Regions from separate parts of the Mus musculus genome. Here region 1 is linked to region 2. A link is a contact called in public Hi-C data. All regions are on one chromosome and are shown on one strand. The core of a region is the stretch at or near the end of the contact, and the rest is flanking DNA. Distances in the headings are between cores, read along the strand shown. Region 1 holds the start of Pknox2 (Pbx/knotted 1 homeobox 2). Region 2 overlaps Pknox2 (Pbx/knotted 1 homeobox 2).

Evidence for each region. A called contact is a pair of places that touch in the nucleus more often than the background predicts.
Region 1: a contact with region 2 is called in a Hi-C map of embryonic stem cells, with 2.0 times the contacts expected there. The contact joins the promoter of Pknox2 here to the enhancer-like site in region 2. A contact is called at or near these places in 3 of 39 promoter capture datasets (cranial neural crest, embryonic stem cells and liver), 15 of 484 Hi-C or Micro-C datasets (cerebral cortex, embryonic fibroblasts, embryonic stem cells and 6 more), 12 of 115 datasets of contacts at active chromatin or transcription factors (craniofacial prominence, embryonic hindbrain, embryonic limb bud and 4 more) and 3 of 9 other capture datasets (adipose tissue, liver and pancreatic islet).

The regions. Positions count from the first base shown.
Region 1 is chr9:37,144,587-37,149,449 of GRCm38.p6, forward strand. Pknox2 (Pbx/knotted 1 homeobox 2) reads right to left here and starts at 2,736. Exons shown (of 13, transcript NM_001029838.2): 1 at 2,655-2,736.
Region 2 is chr9:37,088,117-37,093,011 of GRCm38.p6, forward strand. The region is part of intron 1 of Pknox2 (Pbx/knotted 1 homeobox 2); the gene reads right to left. Among named protein-coding and RNA genes, the nearest start is that of Gm34538, 53 kb to the left of the region's middle. Within about 2 kb of position 1,940, at least 12 of the 459 cell types and tissues checked have an H3K27ac peak or open chromatin away from gene starts, as enhancers often do. A contact at or near this core is called in embryonic stem cells, where this site is marked.

The DNA.
Region 1 (4,863 bases), core at 1,486-3,985, 57 kb after region 2:
GGCTGGCTTTCTCAATTCACGGTGCACAGAGAAATCATGCACAGAGAAAATCAACTCCCAACACACACACACACACACACACACACACACACACACACACACTTACATCCATCCCTCAACCTTACTCTTTATCTAAATGTCCAGAATGTAACATCTTCAACCCTCCTTCTCCCCAATCTGCTCTTTCCTTCTTTAGGACCCCTCCACTCCACCCACTGGTGAGCTAGGCCCGAGCCTTGAGGAAGTAGTTTGAGTATGAGATACGAGCCCCTAAATAAGAGACACCCCACACCTACCTACAGGCATACACACATGCGTGCATTTGCATCAAGGTCCAGGGGCCACGGGAAGGTCAGAAGGCAGAGTGGGAGGGCAAAGGGGCTAGAGTTTGGGATAAAACCATGTTGCTTTTGAACACCATCATTTCTGAGATTTGGGAGGGGGGTGTGTGGGGGGGCGGATGTTTAAATCCGTTTAAGCTTGTTATCTTGGATTCTACCAGTTGAAGAGCATTTGAATTCCAGAAAGCCAACAGCCTGGAGAAGTCCCAAGATAACATATGTGAGGGTAAGGAAACCCCGAACTTCCTCCTCCCTCTAGGATAGAACCTTGCCGGTATGGGCCGGCCTGTGCGCTCTTCGACATTGCCCTGGACGAAGCAAGCATCGCTTGCAGATAAACAGGCGGCAGATCCGATGAGGACTCCGGAGTTCGGGAATGTCTTTCCTTTGGCGGCAGCCACGATTCCTTAAGCCCCAGTAGCACCTCTCTACTAGTGGCCCCCTTGCCTGCGTCGCCTACCACTGTCCCGGCGGGCCACCAGCAACCACCCCGCCACGCTGAGGCCACAGACCGCAAGTGACTCCCAGAGCCTGCTGACTCTGCAGGGCCAGCTCCTTGGCTCCACTCGGACCCGGATGATGCTACCCGGTCACTTCGTACTGAATCACTATTTTTGTGTACCTTCCAGAGTCTTTCTCCTAGGTTTCAGCCCTGTGCACCCAGATCCTCTCATCCGCAAGATTCGCTTTAGGGGGAGAAGCAGCAGACGTTCGGGGCTCGCTCACCACGGCTGGAATCAACTACTTTTCTTGCCTACATAAAAGCTTTTCCTCCCACACGCTGTAAGAACCTGGACGCGCAATTCTTCCTACATTTCAATATCCTGATCCCGAGTGTCAGTTCTAAAACAACGTCACCGGCTCCGGAGTCAAGCCTCGGAGGTAATCGGGGCCCCGGCGCCTAACTCCAGCCCTCTGTCTTTGCCGGCATGTAAACTACACAGCGGCCCATCTGTCCCTATTCTGAAAACAGCTTGATTCCTGCAACCCAAACTCTAGCCTGCTCCAAAACCCAGCCCTCCTTTAAGGGGCTGATCCGCATCCCCCTCCCACTCCCAACCCGCGTCTTCCGACCGCGCGGGAACCCTGGCTGCCCTGTGAAGGACTCTCCAGACAGCGCGGCCCACTGCGCTCGTTTCTTCCTTGGCTTTGGAAGCCAGCCTAACCCGAAAGAAACAGAAACTTCGCGCGGCACATTCAGGACCCTGCCCCATCCCCATCGGCTTTCTTCTCGGGACGCTTTCCGTGCCCACCTCCCCCCCTTTTACGAATTTATCTTCTAGCTCTTCGCCAAGGACCCCTAATCCTCCCCTCCCCGCCCAAAAGACCCAACAATACGTAGAGAGCCAGTGACCCTACAAATTCTCCTCCTACTCCTAGTTAGAGTCCCTGAGCGTCGCCCCTCGGGTTCTGGTTTCTCTGACTAACACCTCCCCCCCCCCCATACACACACACATACATACACACACACACACACATGTTCCCCTGTCCCCACTGATCCTCCGGTAAACCTCTACTCTCCCTGCCTCCCCGGGCCGGGCAGGACGCGGCCGCCACTGCTTGACTCCAGCCACCCGGCCGCAGGCTAGGGCTGCTCCCGCTTCCAACCACTCGAAGGCAGCTCGGGGCTGGTGACACCTAGGAAGCTCCAGCCACAGGGCTCCTGGAGCCCGGGAAAGGAGAACCGAAGCCCGCCCGCAGTTCCCAGCCTCGCCCCCACCGAGCGCCTAGCCAGGAGCCGCCTGCGCAGGGACTCCGGCCGACGCGCTCGTCCCTGGGCTCGAGTCCCGGGAAGCTCCGGGTGCACGGCTTCCAGCCCGCCCGCTACAGGCTCTAGGGCCGCTGCGCTCTGAGTCCGCTGCCCAGCTGCTTGCGACCGCAAACAATGCACGCCCGGCCCTGGGCCAGAGGGGAGCGGGGCGAGGCGGCGGCAGCGAGGCGGGCACGGAGCTGCGCACCGGCCGGGTCCGGGAGCGGGTGGGCCGCGCGCTTCTCGCCGCCTCCTCGCCCAGCCTCGCCTCCCCTCGCGCGGCTTCGCTCCGCGCTCTCCCGGCGCTTCCCCAGCTTCTCTCTGCACGCTCCCGCCGTCCCTCTCTGCTCCCTGCCTCCCTCCTCCCTGCTGCCTCCCTCTCTCTCCTCCCTGCTGCCTCCCTCTCTCCCTCTCTCCTCCTTGCCCTGTCGCAATGAATAATACTCTGGCTTGGGGACTGGAATAAAACACACGCGCTCTGAGGCAGCCGCCCGCAGCAGCAGCCGCCGCCGCCGCCGCCGCCTGCAAAAGCGTCTCTGACATGGAAATGAATGACAGCTTACCTGATGCCAATCTTCATCAGACTGACACCGGCGTGACAACACAGCCTATACTTCCCAGCACTGCTCGGGACGTCAGCGGCACAGGGACCCGCCCCCCGGACTCCCTCCCCCCCCCTCCCCGCGCGCGCACACCTCCCCTCTCCCCACTCCCCCTTTCTCCCCCCCCCCCATAGCCCCCACCCACTCCTGGACCCGGCCGCTTCCCAGGCGAGGAGCTGCTAGAGTGTCTCCCTCTACTGGAGGCTCGGCTCAGACATCAGGCTCTGGCCTGCTTGCTGCTGGAGAGAGGCAGCAGGCGCCCAGACCTGGGGGTTGCCTGACAGAGGTGATGCAGTGAACCCCAGAAATGCAGGCGCACCCCTACCCGGTGTCCTCCTTAGCGATCAACTGGTGACGAGTTCCAAGACACCAGGTGCTGAAGAGATTGAGAGGAGGTGAAATTTTCTGTGTACCTCAAGAGAACCCCAAGAAAATAGGAATCTTCAAACTGGCAAGAAACGTTCTCTCCATCACACCCCCACCCCATTCCTGCCCGGCTGGCCTCATTTTTATGATTGCATTTGAATAATTCTCATTACCTTGGCCCCAGCAAAGGTGCTCAGGTGGTTAGTTATCCCTGGTCTCAAGAGCTTTTTTTTTTCCCCCTGCTGTAGGCTTCCTCTGACGCTTGGTTCATCCGAGGGTTGATGGGGTGGTTCAGGGGCAAGATAACAAGGGAAAGAGCCTTATCAGAAGCTATCCCTTGGCAAATGTCAGGCAAGTGCTTGGAAGCCACTGCTGTTTCATTCTTAAAACTGCTTAGCCAGCCAGTGTGTCCCGGAGGCTGGGCACCGTAAGGTGAGGGGAGTACTGTTTCAGCTTGGGCTTGCTGGGGTGGTCCAATCTGTTCCATACACCAAACAGGCTCCTCACCCAAGTCACTTCTACAATGAAAAGCCAAATCAAGCCAGTGCAACCATGCATGTCTCCATTTAGTCAACAAAGATGACTTTCCTACTGAGTGCCAAGTATAGGCTCAGCCACTCAGGATGCAGACTGGCTCAGCTCCTACACAGAGGACCAGAGAATCCCTTCTGCCCCCCTTGAGAAGCGGTTTCAGGCCACAGGCAGGTGACAATGAATCCTGTGACTCTCACACCAGGAAAGGAGCCTGGCTGAAGCCTAAACAAAGTCACTGAAAGTTAAGGAAAAGCTAAGAGGGAATCCAGACAGTCAGGTTCCCAGAAAAGGATCTAACCCCAGCAGAGGGAGGTTACCCTTTGCTCCATTCCAAGCCTCTGGGTCATTCCTCCCCTGCCTCGGATTCCGGCAAAAATGAGAAGTATCATTAGATCCAAAGGCTCAGAGACGTCTGCATCACATTCCAGATGTGCTCTTTATCCAGGTCCTGCCAGCAACTCCACATTCACCTGCAATGTTCCTGTGGGACGGGGAGGGGGCTTTCACCTATAGATCCACTGCTACAGATGGGGTTGAAACATCTTCCCATGGACTCCCTAAAGACTTTCACTAGGTAGAGTTATGTCACCCCAACCTCTGATCTGTGGTCAAAGACTGTGGCTCCTGACAGCATAATTGCTAGTATATATTTCACATTGTATAATAATATAATAATAATGAATCCACTTGCCCTTTTTATGTAGTACAGAAACACCAGACTCACTGACCCAGAGGCTGGAGGTCAGCCTGCCATAAAGTCGCAGAGGGAAATGCATTGCATAGACTGGGAGAGGAGCGATCCCTTTGACTCTGCCAGGGACCTCTGGAGAAGGGGTTGCTCTCCTTTGGAGGTTGCTGGCCAGTAGATTCAGATGGAGAATGGGCTGATAGTAAATACTTAGTTCATCAGAGAAGTGCCAGTGAGCATACAGACAAAAGCCATATACTACCCACTCATACTTACCACAGTCCTCATTTTCTAAAGTACAATTCCGATGTCAACTTGTTCTTTAAGACATCAGACCCATGGACATCAACGATTGACTTGTGGAGTCTTTTCAAATAGCACATTAGCCAGTAATATCCTTTACTAACTTTAAAATGCACACTAACTTTTAGTCACTACAGCTTGCTTTGTAGCTTGCAAAGGCTTTAAAAAGAAGAGATGATCTAACATGTAACCATCCTTTTTTTAAATAATGGTTGGAAAGGAATATTTGGCTTATGTCTACCACTAGAAAGTAGTGGTGAGAATAAACAGGGAGTCAGA
Region 2 (4,895 bases), core at 690-3,189:
CCATCAACGACTTTATGCCTCAATTTTCTTATTAGAAAATGATAAAGTTAGGCTAGGCCATCCTTAAAACAAAGTTCCCCAACATCTGATATGGTCCTGATTAGTTTCCAGTGAAAGTGCTTAATCTCTTCCTAAAGGGTCTCACAATGTAATTGTGACTAAGAGTAAAGATTTGGGGTTCAGATACAATGGTTTCTAGCTGGGACCCATTAATCTTTTGATCATAGTCTCTCTCTCTCTCTCTCGGTCTCAATTTTCACCTCTCCAAGAGGAAGAAGACACTGGAAACAACAACTGAGATAATGCATCACATTTACTGAACAACTTGAACTATATTAATAAATTAATAACTTAATCGGCTTATTGATGTTATTCAGTGCCTAAAAGAGACTGTAAGCAACTGAGTGGGGAAAAGGCAGGTGAATGGCGAAGACTGGGCTGTCTGTATCCATCTGACTGTCCAAAACTTTTCTGTTCTTGCCCAAGCCAGACCTTTGAGACCAGATCTGTGAGACACCTTTCTCCGGTGTCAACTGTTTCCCTGGATGGACATCTTCTCTGAAAAACTCCTTTAGCATATGAGCAAACCTCCCAAAAGGGAAGCAACTGAGTGAAATCCTGAGTTGGACAAGGTGTTTGTGAAGGATATCTTTTAATTTACTTCAGTGACTATAGATGGCACACCCCGTGTACCACTGTTGTAAAGTCCCTACGCTGTTCCACCTGTCTGGATAATAATTTGCAATTGTTTATATTTGCCCTATGAGATTGTCATTCATGCACTGTAGCTCCTGACCAGCAGGTTCTATATGACATATAGCTGAATGGTCAAACATATCATTACTTCTCACTAAATAAACAGGGCTTGAAATTCTTGCTCATTGGCATTGAGGACATTGATAACTTTCCTGTAAGCCTAGCAAGTATAGATTCTACTTCCACAAGCAGCTGGTTGCAAAGGATCTGCATGTGGTTCCTGGGTCGCATTCCCAACATCTAATCTTGAGCCTGTACTTTCAGTGTAGGTATGACTCTGAAGCCCTATATAGAATCTTAGCTTTGGTAGCCTAACCCTAATCACTAATGTAAATAGAAGAGATGCTCTGACTCTCTGAACAGTGGGTGGAAGTCTATGATTTGCTCTCTGAGCCCAGGAGGCAGGTTCACACATACTGAGCCATGTGGCTCACAGACCAGTCTGACCTTTACAGAGTTGAACCAGTAGAAGGCCGACTCTCAGGATACGTTGCCCTGACCCTAGAGATGTCTTCTGCAGTGCAAAGACAACACTGAGAGTCTGCTACCTCCATCAGTCAGGGCAGCCCCTCTGTTCATACCATGTCTTACTTGTCCAGTTGGCCTCCTGGTTCCAGACTCACCCTGATCTTGCCCATCTACCCACCTCCTTCCTACTCCTAGAGATCCCTTTGGAACACAAATGAGATCACATCCACCCCTCTTTGAAAATATTCCAAGACTCGGTATCTATTATTTTTTCTGAATTCTGGCAACACTGAAACATTTGGGAAATTCCACGTTTTTAAAATGTGGATCCCTAACATTTCCGGTAAAAAGAAAAGGACAACTTAGCCACTCCAATCCTGAATGTCCACTAAATGGCATTAGGGATCAGTCACCCCTAAAATGGGCACAGGTCCTGCTGTGCGTTGCCTAGAAAGAAAGAAGGTACCCCTGGGGGTCTCTTTTTGTTAGAGAGACAGATATCTGGAGTAACTGCTGCTGCCTGTGGAGGAGTTTCGGATTTAAGGAGACAAAGTGGGGCAGGCGGGGTAGCCAGTATGTTCTCCTCTGTGCCGGACCTAACTAGAAGAAGGACGGCTTGGAGTGCCAACGCTGGACCCACTGAGACCCACCCTCTGCTTCCTTCATTTTCAAGCAAGAGCTTTCTGCTGCTTTCCAGGAATGCCCATGGCCTGAGGCTAGTGCTCAAGAGACTTACTCCCAGCCCACCCCATTCCTGAGGCTCCACCCCTTGCTCTTACCTCTCCTGCCCCACCCCCACCTCCTCTGTGGCAGCTGCACCCCTCCCTTTATTTCCATCCCACTCTTCCTATCAAAGCCCTAACAGCACATATTTTGTTAATTGTACAAACCTAATGGGGGAATGCATTGGCAAAAAAGGGTAATGGCCATCAGACCAGCAATAAAACAAAATTAATGGCCCATAGGAAGAAATCATGTCCACTTAATCCCAGCTCTGAAACTCTAATAGAATAATGGAATACCAACGGAGGGTTTTTTCTCTCTATGCAGATTGCTTACACCATGTTAATCACTTGCAAAGCAGGCCACATACCACTCTGGCTCACATGACCCTCCAGGGAAAGTAGCAGACCAGAAACATTCAGTGCTAGGCTCATTACTGACATGCACCACCGCAGTAACACCTTCCCTCCCTTCCCCAGGTGACTCAGGACAGCTAGAGTGAGGGCCTTCAGGTGTGGTGGGCTGGAAAGCAAGACACAGAATGCCTAATAATAGCAGGCATTTATTGAGTGCTTACTATGTGCCAGACACTGGCTAGTTGAGTACTTTCTGTCTACTGGATTTCTGCGGATCTCATCCGCATTCTCTATAGCCACATGGTGCTATGAGGTAGACACTGGACATCTCTTTACACTTAAATGCTAATAAACTAAAACTCACAATGCCAAATTCTCTGGTCTCAATCAGCTTCATGTCAAGTGTGGAATAGCCACAAGTGGGATCAACTCACGTCTACTATGAATGACAAAACCCATGCACACAAAGGTTATGTGGTTTGGCCAAGGTCAAATAATGACGTGACCAACTTCAGGACTAGAATCCAGTGACAATTTCAGTGGTCATAGAGGGGGTTGGAGCCACATCCAGGCTCATGTATGATCCCTTTAGCTATAATAGCCAAAAGTGGAAGCAACCCAGTGTCCACTGACAAAATGATAGATAAAACAAAATCTGGCTGCAACAGTTTGGATTTGAAAAGTGCCTCCCAAAGCCCCTGTGTTAAAGACTCTGTTAATCCCAGAGATGGGAAAAGAAAGACCACTGAACCAAATCATCATGGCCAAATTAATTAAAGCAAGCAATTAATTAAAGCAAGTTTTTTATTTGTGTACATGGGCTGCCAACCCCTAAGATAGGGTTCAAGAGCTCAGCCTTGAATAGGAGAAAGACACTGTTTTTATAGCTCAGGAGTGGGTGCAGGGTTCCAAATGGGGGACTTGGCCAACCAAGCAGGTAGGGTTACAAGAGCAGAACTTACACATAACAAGTTAGTCCCTCCTGACACAAAGACATGGCCATAGGGTGGGTATAACAAGGTAGTCAATAGTTACTCAAAACAAGGTAGTCATAGGTGGGTGTACCGGCTAGTTTTGTGTCAACTTAACACAGGCTGGAGTTATCATAGAGAAAGGAGTTTCAGTTGGGGAAATGCCTCCATGAGATCCAGCTGTAAGGCATTTTCTCAATTAGTATCAAGGGGGGAGGTCCTCTTGTGGGTGGTGCCATCTCTAAGCCCAGGAGTCAAAAACAACTGTTACCTCTTTACTAGGATTCTTTTCTCCAGTACTTTGTCAAGGCAACTGATGGCTGACTTAACACGGGTAGATACACATAACAGTGAAAAAGATACATGCTATAACATGGGTGAACCTTGAGGACATTGTGCTAAGTGAAATAAGCCAGCAGGAAAAGGGAAAATACCCTTTGATTCTACTCATAGGTGATATGGGGAGCAGTCCAATCCACAGAGTCAGAAAGCAGAATGATGGTTGCCAAAGGCTGAGAGTTGCAAGTTTTAGTTTTACAGGATGAAAAGAGTTCTATGAATGAATGGTGGTGAAGGCCGCACAACTACGTGGATGATAGTGATGCTACTGAATGTTCAGTGCTCTTCAAAATAGTTTTACCTTACACACTCATTATACACACACCACCACCACCATCACCATGAACACCCTCTAATTTCTATCAGGAGAAAGAAAACACACAGTAGCTTTAAAAAGTAGACAGGGGAGGTCCTCTGAAGTCCAAAGACAAGACAAGAGGAGCCAAGGATTGTTGGCAGAGATTCCAGAGAACCCCAAGTCCCCGAAGCCACAGAGGAAGGACTGCAAGAAAGGATGTGAGGACTGCTTCCTCCCAAGTGCAAAAAACTGTCAAAGCTGTGGGTCAACCTGGAAAGCTGAGTTATTTGGTAGCACCTAAACCAACATGACGCTAAAGGGATAGGAAATGATTTATGAAATTATTTGGGGCTTGAAAACAAAGGAGAAGGACTGCCTAGGGTGGGGAGAGGGGAAAACCAACCTTCTAGTCAGAAATGAGAGACAGTCTAAGAATGCATCTACAGCAATAAATGATGTGCAGGAAGTCTAAAGAGAGAAGGGAATGGGATGCAAAGAAAAGATGAGGGGGTTAGAACTCTTAACCTCTCAATACCCTGTGGTGCTGAGCAGCTTGGTGTGTGGAAGGGTTAGACAATACAAAGAATGGCCTTAGTCACCTTAGTTCTAGGACCCTGAATTCAAACTCTCTGAGCCTCAATTTCTTCATCTCTTGGACCAAGTGGCTGGACTTGAACAAGAGCAGCCTTTAAGTTTCCGGTGCCTGCAAGCCTCTTAGATTTTTATCTAGATAGGTGTGTGTGTATTATTCTGGGAACGTGTTATAAATTGTAGCAAGATTTTGAGGTTGTCCACATTTGCAGAGTTCTAAGTCAGAAGGAAAGATTTCCACTACCTGTATATTTAGTCAAAAAGTTCTAAGATTCCAAGAAACTTTGGACAAAGTATCAATAAATCTATCGGCCTCAACTCAAATGTTTATGCTTGCCTTGGCTGTAAGAGACACTGTGAAAATGCAACAATGATATTCTGATACATTTTGAA